Linked DNA regions of Sus scrofa: regions 2 and 3 are each linked to region 1. A link is a contact called in public promoter capture Hi-C and targeted proximity ligation data. All regions are on one chromosome and are shown on one strand. The core of a region is the stretch at or near the end of the contact, and the rest is flanking DNA. Distances in the headings are between cores, read along the strand shown.

Region 1 (3,609 bases), core at 441-2,940:
ACTCCTTATCTGTAGTTTCAAGTAATGACAAAACTGACACACTTGGCAGATTTATTTTATTTAACAGGAGTAATGACAGAAATGTCCAAGTTTCTGTAACACAATATAATGTATAATATATAATAACATAATGTATAATGGTCACCATTCGCACCACCACCACTCAACAGCCTCAATGCCTACTTTCCATATGTCTTAACGCAGTCATTCACCAAATTTACTTCTACCTCTGATGAGTTACTGGTATTTCATCTGCCCTGTAGTAAAATCCACATAACATACCCTCCTTTGGGTCCTCTGAGCTAAACTCACCTGGGTGCTTAAGTTTTCAAGGACAAGAGAGTCCAAAGCAATGGTGGAAAATACACAGGTTTTCCCAGTGCCAGACTTAGCTTGAACAATTAAATCTGAGGAGGAAAAAAAAAATTATCACTAGCTAGGACAGACGGAAGATGAGGTACCAACATGAAATCCCAGAACTAGAACGGTCTCCAGGAATCACCTAACGTTAGCACCTTCGTTTTAAGTTAACTCTTAAAAAAAGGTATGAGGCCATATCCAGACACATGCTTCCTCTCTGGACCTCTATCATTTATTTCTTTTATTTTTTTTCTTCTGGCCTAGAAAGCAGGAATTTATGTCCTCAAAGTTTTGGAGGCTAGAAGTATGAAAACAGCGGGGCCACTTTCCCTCCAAAAGTTCACTGGTTCAATCCTTCCTTGTGTCTTCCAGCTTTTGATGCCTCCAGACATTTTTTGGTTTGGAGCGCATTAACTCCGATCTCCGCCTCCATTTCACATGGCTCTCTTCTCCGTCTCCCTTCTCTTCTAAGGACTCTTGTCATTGCATTTATGGCCTACTCTAATCCAGGATGAGATCCTTACTACCGTTTATCCTCTCAAGCCTAGACCCACTGGTCGGTGTGCAATGGACCTTAATCACCTTCAAATTCAGGACTGAGCCTCCGTTTGACAGAGGCAGAAACTGAGGCTCGCGAGCGTGGGGCGTCCCCCGCCCTCGCCGCGGGCCCAGCCGCCGCTGCCCCCCTTCCTCCCTCCCGCCCTCCAGGGCCCCCGCCCTCACCGAGTCCGCAGCGCCCTAGAGGGATGGCCTTGAGCTGCACGGGCGACGGTCGCTCGAATCCGGCCGCCCGCAGCCCCTCCAGCACCGGCCGGGACAGCAGCAGCGACTCGAAGTCCGCCGGCTCTGCCAACAGCACGTCCCCGGTGCGGGTCCGCGGGCCGCCGACGTCGTGAGCCGTCCGAAGGCTCCGCACGGGCAGGGAGGCTGGCTCTGAGGCCGAGAACTGCCCGGCCACCTGCTCCGCGGGCATCGCAGGTTCCGCGGGCATCGCAGGCTCCACGGTCGCTAAGGCCGCTGGGGCTTCCGTCGTCGCCGCCGCCATGGGAGCCGCGCCGCCGGATCTCGCGGTATTTGGGGGCGAGGCGAGGCGCCTGAGAGCGAGAAGAGGAAAAACTTTATTGGCAGTCTTCCCGCGAAGACACAGACAGGCGGGCCTCGAAGAGGAGGGGCAAGGGACGGAAGTCGGAGGCTTAGAAAGACTCGGAAACAGCAGCTACAAGGAAAAACTGTGGCCTGAGGAAGGCGGGAAAAGGGAGGAGAGGGAGACTGAGGCTACCTGTGTGACGCCGCCGCCTGCGGCCTGCAGAGGGCGCCGCGCGCTCACGGTGGGAGCGCCGCCCCGCCCCCCCAGCCCTCTGTGGGCGGGTCCTCCCAGCCGTGCACCGCCCCGTCGCCAGCCTCACAATGCTGCCTTTTGTGATGCGCCCAGTGCGTCACGGTCCCGCCCCCGGACCTCGGCTCCGCCGTCCATTCCTCCCGATCCCCATCCCTGGCCCGCCCCAACTTGCAGCCTCCTCACGTGCCGCTGTACTCATCTCTGCCCCAGCCCCTGGCACACAGTGAGGTCTGATCGAAGTAAATTAAATTGTGCTGACAACTTCCAAATCCATATCTCCACCTTAGGCCTCTCTCAACTCCAGACCTGTTACATCCACCTCCTTCTCAACACCTCCATTCGATGTCTGATAGCTCAGATTTAGCGTTTTCTGTGTGTAGCTTCTGTCCTTTCCCCACCGGCATCTCATGGATGACAACAGTCTTTACCTAAGTCTGCTCAGATGTCACCTTGTCAAAGAGGACTTTTCCTAAACACCCTGAGATAGCTCCCCCATCCCGGCGGCTCCCTGGCGTTTCCCCCTACTCTCTGATCCCTTCTGCTTTATTTTTCTTCATGGTACTTAGCATTAGCTGAAGTCATTTGTGTTTATTGTCTGTCTCCCCCACTGTATGAGGGCAGGGACCTATTCTCTCTTGTTCTCTGCAGTATCTCTCATCAGAAAAAACCAGTCCGACATGGTGCTCGATATTTACTGAATAAACGAGCTCCGATAACAAAGTCCTCCAAGTGTAAGGATTTCTGGAACCAAACCTTTTCACAGTTCCAAATCTAAAGTTATTCTGCACCGAACCCTAACTTTTTCCTTTGTCCTTATACCATAATTCTGGTCATTCTCTCTCACTGGTCTCATTCTTCCCTTCTCCGAGACACACACACACACACACACTCAATTCAGATTCCAAAGGGTGTAGGAGGGACTTTGGCATGGCAATCCATTGGAAAGGGGTCTTCAGGATGCATTTTTTCTTAGAAATTTACAGAACATTGAGAAAATGTCAGCTGTTCATATGAAAGAAGGAGGGCTGTTGGGAGTGGGCTTTCCACACTTTCTCTTAGTAAGTACCCCACTTTCCTCATCTACCTAATCCCCAAATCCCAAACCTGGGACTTGCTCTATATTCCACCCTCCACTATCCCTTTCCCCTAACAATTACGCGAGGGCTGGTAATTTTGCCTCCAAGTATTTCATCCATTTCTTTTCTCCAGTCTCCATAGCATCTGTTCTATTCTTAGGTCCCTTCATCATGGTAACTGTTGCAACAACCTCCTGAATAATTCCCCCCCCCCCAGGCAGGGTTTCTTCTCTCCCAGCCACCCACCCACAGGTGCTGGAGTGATCTTTCTTCAGTGGATATCTTAGGTTGCTTGGGTCCAGCTTCAGATCCTGTTCCTTCTGACAGCCTTTTTTTAGTTCCAGGCTCCCACTTCTCACAATAAATGATTCCAGCCCAGCTCTTACTTTGTTCTGTTTACTTCTTTATTTATTTATTTATTTATTTATTTGTCTTTTGTTTACTTCTTTAAATCTCCATCCTTCTCACTAAGCTACGAGTTTCAAAAGGATGGAAATTTCATTGCCCTATGCCCTCCAGCCCAGTACCAGGCCCTTGGTGGACCTAATCAACTTTGAAGAGTGGACCTTTTCTTGCTCAAACTGATTTTTATGGAGCCGGATTTTCATGCTCCCAGCAATAGTTCTGTAGAACTCATACCAATCACCCATGAAAAAGCCAGCTCTCATCCCAAGAGAAAAACCCTACTTTCCCAGAGAAGAACACTTATAGTTTTATAGACATTGTGTTATTGCTTTTGTTGTTTACAGTTTTATGGACACGAATATTGCAGTAATGTTACTAGGGATGAATTCTATTGCCGTAACTAAAAACACAAATTAATGAAATTTTTCC
Region 2 (3,547 bases), core at 85-2,584, 220 kb after region 1:
GCTGAGAAGCATTTGTTTGAAACACCAGAGCAGCACTCGCATGATTGTCAAACTTTATTTTGGGCTGTACATAGATTGGTGCTTAACGTCAATATTATAAACTCTTCCGTCCACTGTGTGAGCTAGGGTGCCACTGTTGCTTTGGCTGTCTCTCTCAATAACTCTTCGAGGGGCAGCACTGAGAAGCACGTGACCCTCAGGGACCCTGCAACACAACTGCATTCCAGGGTCTCATTCCCAGCAGTTGAGACCAGGTGAGCAGCTTCGGGGAGAGGGTCAGATTCCCAGACAGACAGCTGTTCCTGCAGGGCGGGGCTCGGGGCAGGAGGGCAGGAGGTGTGCCCCGATTATGTGCACCTGTTGCCCCTTCCTTCCTTTCTGTGTGGCTGGTCATCCTGTTGTCCTCTTGTCCCTCACATAGCTTTGACACGGTCTGGTTGCTAGCGTGAGGGCGTGCTGGGTGTGTGGGCTGAGAAGGGGAGATGAGGCGCCAAAGATGTGATGCTCACGGGAGGTGTTCACATTTTGCTCATCCAAACAGGGCATCTTAATTTGTCCCTTTGGCGAAAGATCTTTGATCCAAAGCCTGGGTTCCAGCTGTGCCCCGGGAAGGGTCAATTCATGTGGGTGAATTCTCAGCACTTGCCGTTATGCACTGTGTCATCCATCTGGGCTGATATAACCAAATACCCAACACTAAGTGGCTTAGAAACAAGAGACATTTATTACTTATAGCTCTGGAAGTTGGGAAGTCCAAGATAAGTCCCCAGCAGAACCCGTGTCTGGTGTGAGCCCACTTCCTGTACATAGATGGTGGAAGGGGCAAGAAAGCTCTGTGGGTCTCTCTTAAAGGGACACTAATCTCATTCATGAAGACCTTTTATGACCCTGTAACCTCCCAAAGCTCCCACTTCCAAATGCCTTGACCTTGAGGGGCAGATTTCAACGTGTGAGCTTCGAGTAGACACAGATTGTCAGTCTGTAGCTTGCACTCAGAAACAGCCCATTCTGGCTGAGGTTAAGAGCCTGCCACCAATGTCCACTTCTTGTTCCTCTGCATGTTCTGTTTACGTCCTTATCACGGGATCTTTCTGCTAAGCTAGCAGAAAACGAGAACATGACATAGTCAGTGCTCCAGCCCCTCTCCCACCCAGTGTGACATTCTTATCCGGTCCCCGAGTAAATGAAGGCTGAGCCTCCTTCATGCCACACACATCCCCCCCCCACCCCGACCCCGTTCTTTCCATCTTCTCGCCGAGGGCTCCTGGCTCTGGGCTTCCTCTTGGCCCATCTCACTTCCTGAAACAGCACTGAAGAGCACTGCTTATCTCGATGGAGCTCGAGTAGCCCTCTGGAGGTGGGGGAACTGAGAGCCGTGGCACTTTCACATTCGGCCCACACAGAACTGTCCTCCAGGCTTCTGGGAACTCGGGGACGTGTAGCCCATGTCGGGGCTGGAAGTGATGGCCCGGTGATGGGCTCTCTTTCAAGAGAGGGGGTTCCACCAGCGCAGAGAAGGAATGGGCCAGTGGTGAGTTCTGGACTGCAGCTGCTGCCCCTGGACTCTGGCAAGATGTCGGGCAAGAGCTAGGCTCCCTGGTCCACGCGGATCCTGCGGGCACATCTGTCCCCTGGGAGGCTCCTCTTGGAGAGCAAGATGCTGGTCAACAGCACTGCTGTGTCATTGGCCAGTGTGGCCTACATCACTGTGGAGATTCTCATCGGGCTCTGCGCCATAGTGGGCAACGTGCTGGTCATCTGGGTGGTCAAGCTGAACCCCAGCCTGAAGACCACCACCTTCTATTTCATTGTCTCCCTTGCCCTGGCTGACATCGCTGTTGGGGTGCTGGTCATGCCTTTGGCCATCGTCGTCAGCCTGGGTGTCACGATCCACTTTTATAGCTGCCTTCTCATGACCTGCCTGCTGCTGATCTTCACCCACGCCTCCATCATGTCCTTGCTAGCCATTGCCGTGGACCGATACCTGCGGGTCAAGCTCACGGTCAGGTAACTAGGTTGAAGAGGGGTGCCGTGCAGCAGTGCGAGGGGTGCCTGGGGAAGGGGGTTACAACGTTCAGATCCTGGACTTTTTGAGTGGAAACCAATCCAAACTGGCCTCTGAGCTTGAAAGAGGTTCTTCTCCCCGCTTGGTGTGTGATGAGGGTTTAGCAAGGACGAGCTGAGGCTCAGGAACTAGAAAGCAGAGGACACTCTGACCGCACCACCCCCATCTCCACCCCCACCCCGCGCACCAACTATGGGAGTGAAGTGCTCGAATCCCAGGGGGGTGGGGGGGCTAAGGATGATAAAAGCTTGATGCATCTTTAAATAGTGAAAAATGCTCTTGATTTTTAGAAATGACAGAAACATACCAGATGATAAGATAAGCAGACAGAGAAGAAGAAGAGATAAACTGATGGTTTTGCTCTTTGCAAATGTAGGTTATTTTAAACCTATCTTAACTTTGCTTCCTCTTCCATGTTGAGAATGGAGCCCAAAAAGTTCTCCATGGCAGAAAGTAGTAACAACCTCTCGTGTGCCCATGTGAACAGAACAGACTGCCAGATAGAGAAACCGAATTCCCCAGATGTCCTGAGCTGCACTGGTCTCTGTCTCTCCTCTTCTCTTGTGGGAAGTGCATGGTGAGGAAGCCACCGACTTGGCTTCAAATCCCAGATCTTGAGGTCTGATCTTGGGCCAGTTATTCACCTTTTTCTGCCTCACTTCCTCAGCATAGTGGTCAAACTGCTCTGAACATAGACTTACCTCTTTCCAGTTTTAGCTCCACCACTCTTAGCTTGTACAAGCTGCTTAGCTGGTCTGTTTCATTTTTTTTTTTTTCAATGATAAAATGAGGATGATAATTGCACCTGCCTCATAAGATCAAGTGAGTCAATGCAGGTAAAGCTCTTTGAAATATGCCCGGGACACAGTCTAGACTCAGTCAATGGTAGCGGTTAACTACTGTGGTGCCATTACCATCCACCAAATGGACATTATCATAAAAATACCTCCCGTTTGTCATGAGATTTCATTGAGAGAAAGTCTACTGAGGCCATAGTACTGGAAAATCTGTTTCCTTCTTGCAGTCTGTGTAGAATGTTGTCAGGAAGAATGGTTTAAGGAGAAATGGTGACTTTTGATTGGATGAGTCTTTTAAGGTCCTAGAAGCACCTCAACATGACCTTGGCAACTCCACGGACTCTTAACGCAAACACCAAGTGTGGTGCAAATAGAGAAGCAGGGGCAGACACAGATAGAGAGGGGAGGAGGGCAGGGGCAGTGTCTGATTTATGGAGAGCGGCACAGCAGTCAAGCGAAGCAAGCAGGCAAGCAGTGCACAGCAGGCCAACGTGCTTTGAGGAGCTGATTTCTCCCCGGTAGGCCATCCCAGGAGACTGCACTACCTCTCACCCCCCAAGGACTGAAGAATTCTTGAGCTAGAAATAGAACTGGGAGTGGGGCCTGCAAGCCCCAACTCTAGGCAACTCCAGGTCCACTGGAGGTTGTACTTTCTTAGCAAAGTTCCCAGAGACACTTGCTGGAT
Region 3 (3,823 bases), core at 995-3,494, 250 kb after region 1:
TCATGTACGTTACAGAGCAAGTACTACAGCTCAGCAGACAGTCCTCCACTTTGTAGGTCCGTAAATCTGATCTTATCAGGATGCCAAGAATGGAATGATTGCTCCAGAACTGACTCACATTGACCAACTCACAGGAGACTAATGTATGAACTGGAATGACATGAGGAACATGTTGGTGTAACCTGTGCATTCTGTCAGAACATTTGAGAAAGCCAACTAAAACCACACTTCCGCTTGGTAAACACTGAAGTAAGGAGAGAGGCAGAATAGCTGATTTTAAAACGGTCATCGAGGCCTGATGCATTTGCTTCCCTCTCGTTGGCAGGCTGCATAAACTGACTCACTTGCTCTTGGGGCCCTTCCTCAAGGCTGCATCATCAGACACTTCTATTTTATTTACATATTATCTTTTCAAGTGTGACCATGCCCTTATCTGAGCTCTGGTTCTATTTTCTTTTCTTTTTTTTTTGTTTTTTGTTTTTGTTGTTGTTTTTAGGGCCGCATCTGCGGCATGTGTAAGTTCCCAGGCTAGGGGTCCAATCGGAGCTGCAGCTGCCAGCCTGCATCACAGCCACAGCAATGCAGGGTCTAAGCCATTTCATCTGTGACCTAAACCACAGCTCATGCCAACACCAGATCCTTAACCCACCGATCGAGGCCAGGGATCGAACCCTCGTCCTCATGGCTATTGGGCAGGTTTATTACTCCTGAGCCACAACAGAAACTCCTAAGCTATGGTTCTATCATGTTAAGCTTCCTTCTTTTATTTGTTTGTACTAAAATGTGTAAGTACTTAAAGGCAGAAGATTAAATCACTCAAACTCCCACTACCCACTCTTCCTATTTTAGTGTATTTCCTCTTCATTATACTTACATGCATTTTTTAAAAAATCTAGTTGAATTACTTCATTTTGCCTTTAAAAAAAGACTAAGCTTTTTATCATAAACATTTTCCCAACTCACTGAAAATCTCTATAAGTCTTTTATTGGGGATAGGTCTTTCTGTTATAGCTACGCACTGCCGCTTGCTTTGCCAGTTTCTGCTTGTTGATAACAATTGTTGCTACTTTTTAAAAAATAATAAAACAATTTTAGGAGGCTATAATTTTACCTCATACTTAGCCAAGCCCATGACAAAGAATTTTTGGCTCTGCTAAATCGATTATATTTTAAGGTGATTTATTTAGACAATAAATGCTATCAATCACTTGTGTTTCATTAGGTTACATTATCTTTGTCATCAAGCCTCTCACAGTTTCATTTATTCTCACCAGGGAAATGAGATTAAAGAGTAAACAGTATCAGCTCTCAATAGTGAATCAACTTCTAAGTCCTTGGACATGTGGGAGGGTTTGAAGAAGGACACCTCATGGCCACGTACCAGTTACAACAGCAACAGCAACATTATTAAGTGACTTACAATCAAACAAACTTTTAGAGAGTGTGTAATCTAGGATAATAAGAAAGGCGCCAACAGAGACATTTGGTTAGAATTCTGAGCCATGAGAATAGAAAGTCCACCATCCACAGCAGACTCGATAGTGATAACAATTTTTCTAGCACGTTTGGCTCCTTTTCTAATTTAAGAGTCAAGGGTGCTCTTTGCAGAACACCATGAAATATTTATGCAGTATTTTTAAAATATTGAAATACATGTTTGCACTAAACCCTGTATGAACTTACCCTGGGAATTTGTACCTGACTGTTATCACTGGGGAGGTGGGAGAGGAGCAGATCATAGGTTTCAGTAAAATCTTAACTTTCTCATGAGTGGCTCTGAATTTACAACCATCCCAAGGAAATGCCAGCAGAGCCCCCTGAAACAAAAGCTGCCCTCCCTTCTCCCCCACCCCCCAAAAGACAAAGCCATCGCATGATGCCTCAGGGAAATGGCTACTTACAGATTCAGGCCCCAGGGAAAGCAGAAAATACTCCAAACATTTGACAGAAGCATAAATTAAAGTAGAAAGAGGGCTATATCTACTTTTTCACATTTTTTCCCAGCACTGGAGAATCTTACCGCTGGGCATGAAATCCACTGACTAAATGCAACTCTTCTAGATGTCCAGATGCAACTCTTCCCCCCACCCCCACCCCCACCCCCACCCCCACCCCCACCAAATAAAGTTAAAAGTTACAGAAACTGCTTAAAAATTTGATAACATTTTCTTTGGGTATTTATTTCATCTAGATTAAAAGTATGGGGTACACATAGTTACCTTTGAAGAAAAAGTCCGGTCATAAGATGTTATTGTCTAAGCCAGCTTTTCACTTGCTGCTTCTGTCACCACCCTTATTTTGCAGAATGATGAAAGAGTGATTACTGCCACTGCCGCCACCAAGCTTTGTGCCACAAAGATCTTGTTTCAACTCCAGGGCATACTTCCTCTTTGTGGCCAATACGGTTTGTATATATTTTAACTCCATAAGCAGAGAGCTTCTTTTATATCTTTTGACCCATGAATGCCAGAACATAGGGGGATGAGTTCATTTCTAATAAAGTATGTATTGAGTCTATAACCACCATGCCAGGTATGGTAGGGCTCACATTATCTGTCATCAAGTATCTTACAGTTTGGAGTTCCCGTCATGGCTCAGTGGAAACGAATCTGACTGGCATCCATGAGAATGCACGCTGGATCCCTGGCCTCGCTCAGTGGGTTAAGGATCCAGTGTTACCATGAGCTGTGGTGTAGGTCACAGATGCGGCTCGGATCTGGCGTTGCTGTGGCTGTGGTGTAGGCCAGCGGCTACAGCTGCGATTCGGCCCCTAACCTGGGAACCTCCCTATGCCACAGGATGTGGCCATAAAAAAAAAAGTATCTACGGTTTCACTTCTCCTGAGCAGGAAAATGAGGCTGAAGAGCAAACAGTGTTAGGTGCCAGCTGTAGAGATTTTAAGTGTGTTAAGAGTATGACGATTCCTTCAAAGGGAAAATGAATCATTTACATATAAACATTTATGTATAAAATCATATTAATAAGAATAGTCATTAAATAAACACAGTGGGCCATGCAAGTGGCCTAAGTGCCGTGGCTATTTCAGAGAGAAGGCAGGAAAGCTCTTCATGGGGCCCACTGTCTAATTGAGAAGAGAAATGATAAACAAGAAAATAACGGATTAATCGCAGGCTGTGTTACCACGAAGAAAAGAAGCAGAGAGCCAAGCTGGAGACCAAATGATGGGCAAATGTCTTTAGATAAAATCAATGACCAGGGAAGGCCTGTTATCCTGAGAACCAGAGGACAGGGAAGAGCTGGCCCAGCAGAGAATCTGGAATAGATAGTTTCGGGCAGAGCAGAGAGCTCCTCGCAGGCCTGGAAGAAGGGACCGGCTGGCAGAGCTGGTGGAATCAGGCAAGACTCTGTGCAGGGGCCTGGAGCATGGAGAGGGTTTGGATGGGGGAGAAGAGAGGGACTGCGTGAGGAGGTCCAGGCCCAGGCCGGGTTGCTAGGCTTCGGGGGATGTCTTTCGGGGTTATCAGCATGGTTCAAGAGTCGGCCCTCTGTAAAGGGTGAGGAGCAGAAAATAGTTCATAGGTAGATTCAAGACAGATAGTTTATTGAAATCTTTATTTATTTATTTATTTATTTTTGCTTTTTAGGGCTGCACCTGTGGCATATGGAAGTTCCCAGGCTAGGGGTCCAATCAGAGCTGCAGCCACCACAGCCTACACTGCAGCCACAGCGACGCCAGGTCTGAGCTGCATCTTCAACCTACCCCACAGCTCATGGGAAGGCCAGATCCTTAACCCAATGATTGAGGCCAGGGATTGAACCTGCGTCCTCGTGGATACTGGGCGGGTTCATAACCTGCTGAGCC

The links. Promoter capture Hi-C pulls out the DNA fragments that hold promoters and counts their contacts.
Region 2: a promoter capture Hi-C map of fetal liver shows a contact between it and region 1, with 5 times the contacts expected there. A contact is called at or near these places in 5 of 5 promoter capture datasets (fetal liver, fetal skeletal muscle, liver and 1 more), 22 of 47 Hi-C or Micro-C datasets (alveolar macrophages, blood, brain and 15 more) and 2 of 2 datasets of targeted methods (alveolar macrophages and skeletal muscle).
Region 3: a contact with region 1 is called in a targeted proximity ligation map of alveolar macrophages. A contact is called at or near these places in 1 of 5 promoter capture datasets (liver), 9 of 47 Hi-C or Micro-C datasets (alveolar macrophages, embryonic fibroblasts, heart right ventricle and 5 more) and 2 of 2 datasets of targeted methods (alveolar macrophages and skeletal muscle).

Annotation. Positions count from the first base shown.
Region 1 is chr4:108,634,692-108,638,300 of Sscrofa11.1, forward strand. It overlaps DDX20 (probable ATP-dependent RNA helicase DDX20), which reads right to left and starts at 1,691. Exons shown (of 12, transcript XM_001928544.4): 1 at 1,640-1,691; 2 at 1,084-1,454; 3 at 313-407. The coding sequence starts at 1,405.
Region 2 is chr4:108,852,966-108,856,512 of Sscrofa11.1, forward strand. ADORA3 (adenosine A3 receptor) reads left to right here and starts at 1,335. Exons shown (of 2, transcript NM_001243435.2): 1 at 1,335-2,007. The coding sequence starts at 1,658. The region is part of intron 2 of TMIGD3 (transmembrane and immunoglobulin domain containing 3); the gene reads left to right.
Region 3 is chr4:108,879,352-108,883,174 of Sscrofa11.1, forward strand. C4H1orf162 (chromosome 4 open reading frame, human C1orf162) reads right to left here and starts at 2,245. Exons shown (of 6, transcript NM_001243390.1): 1 at 2,220-2,245.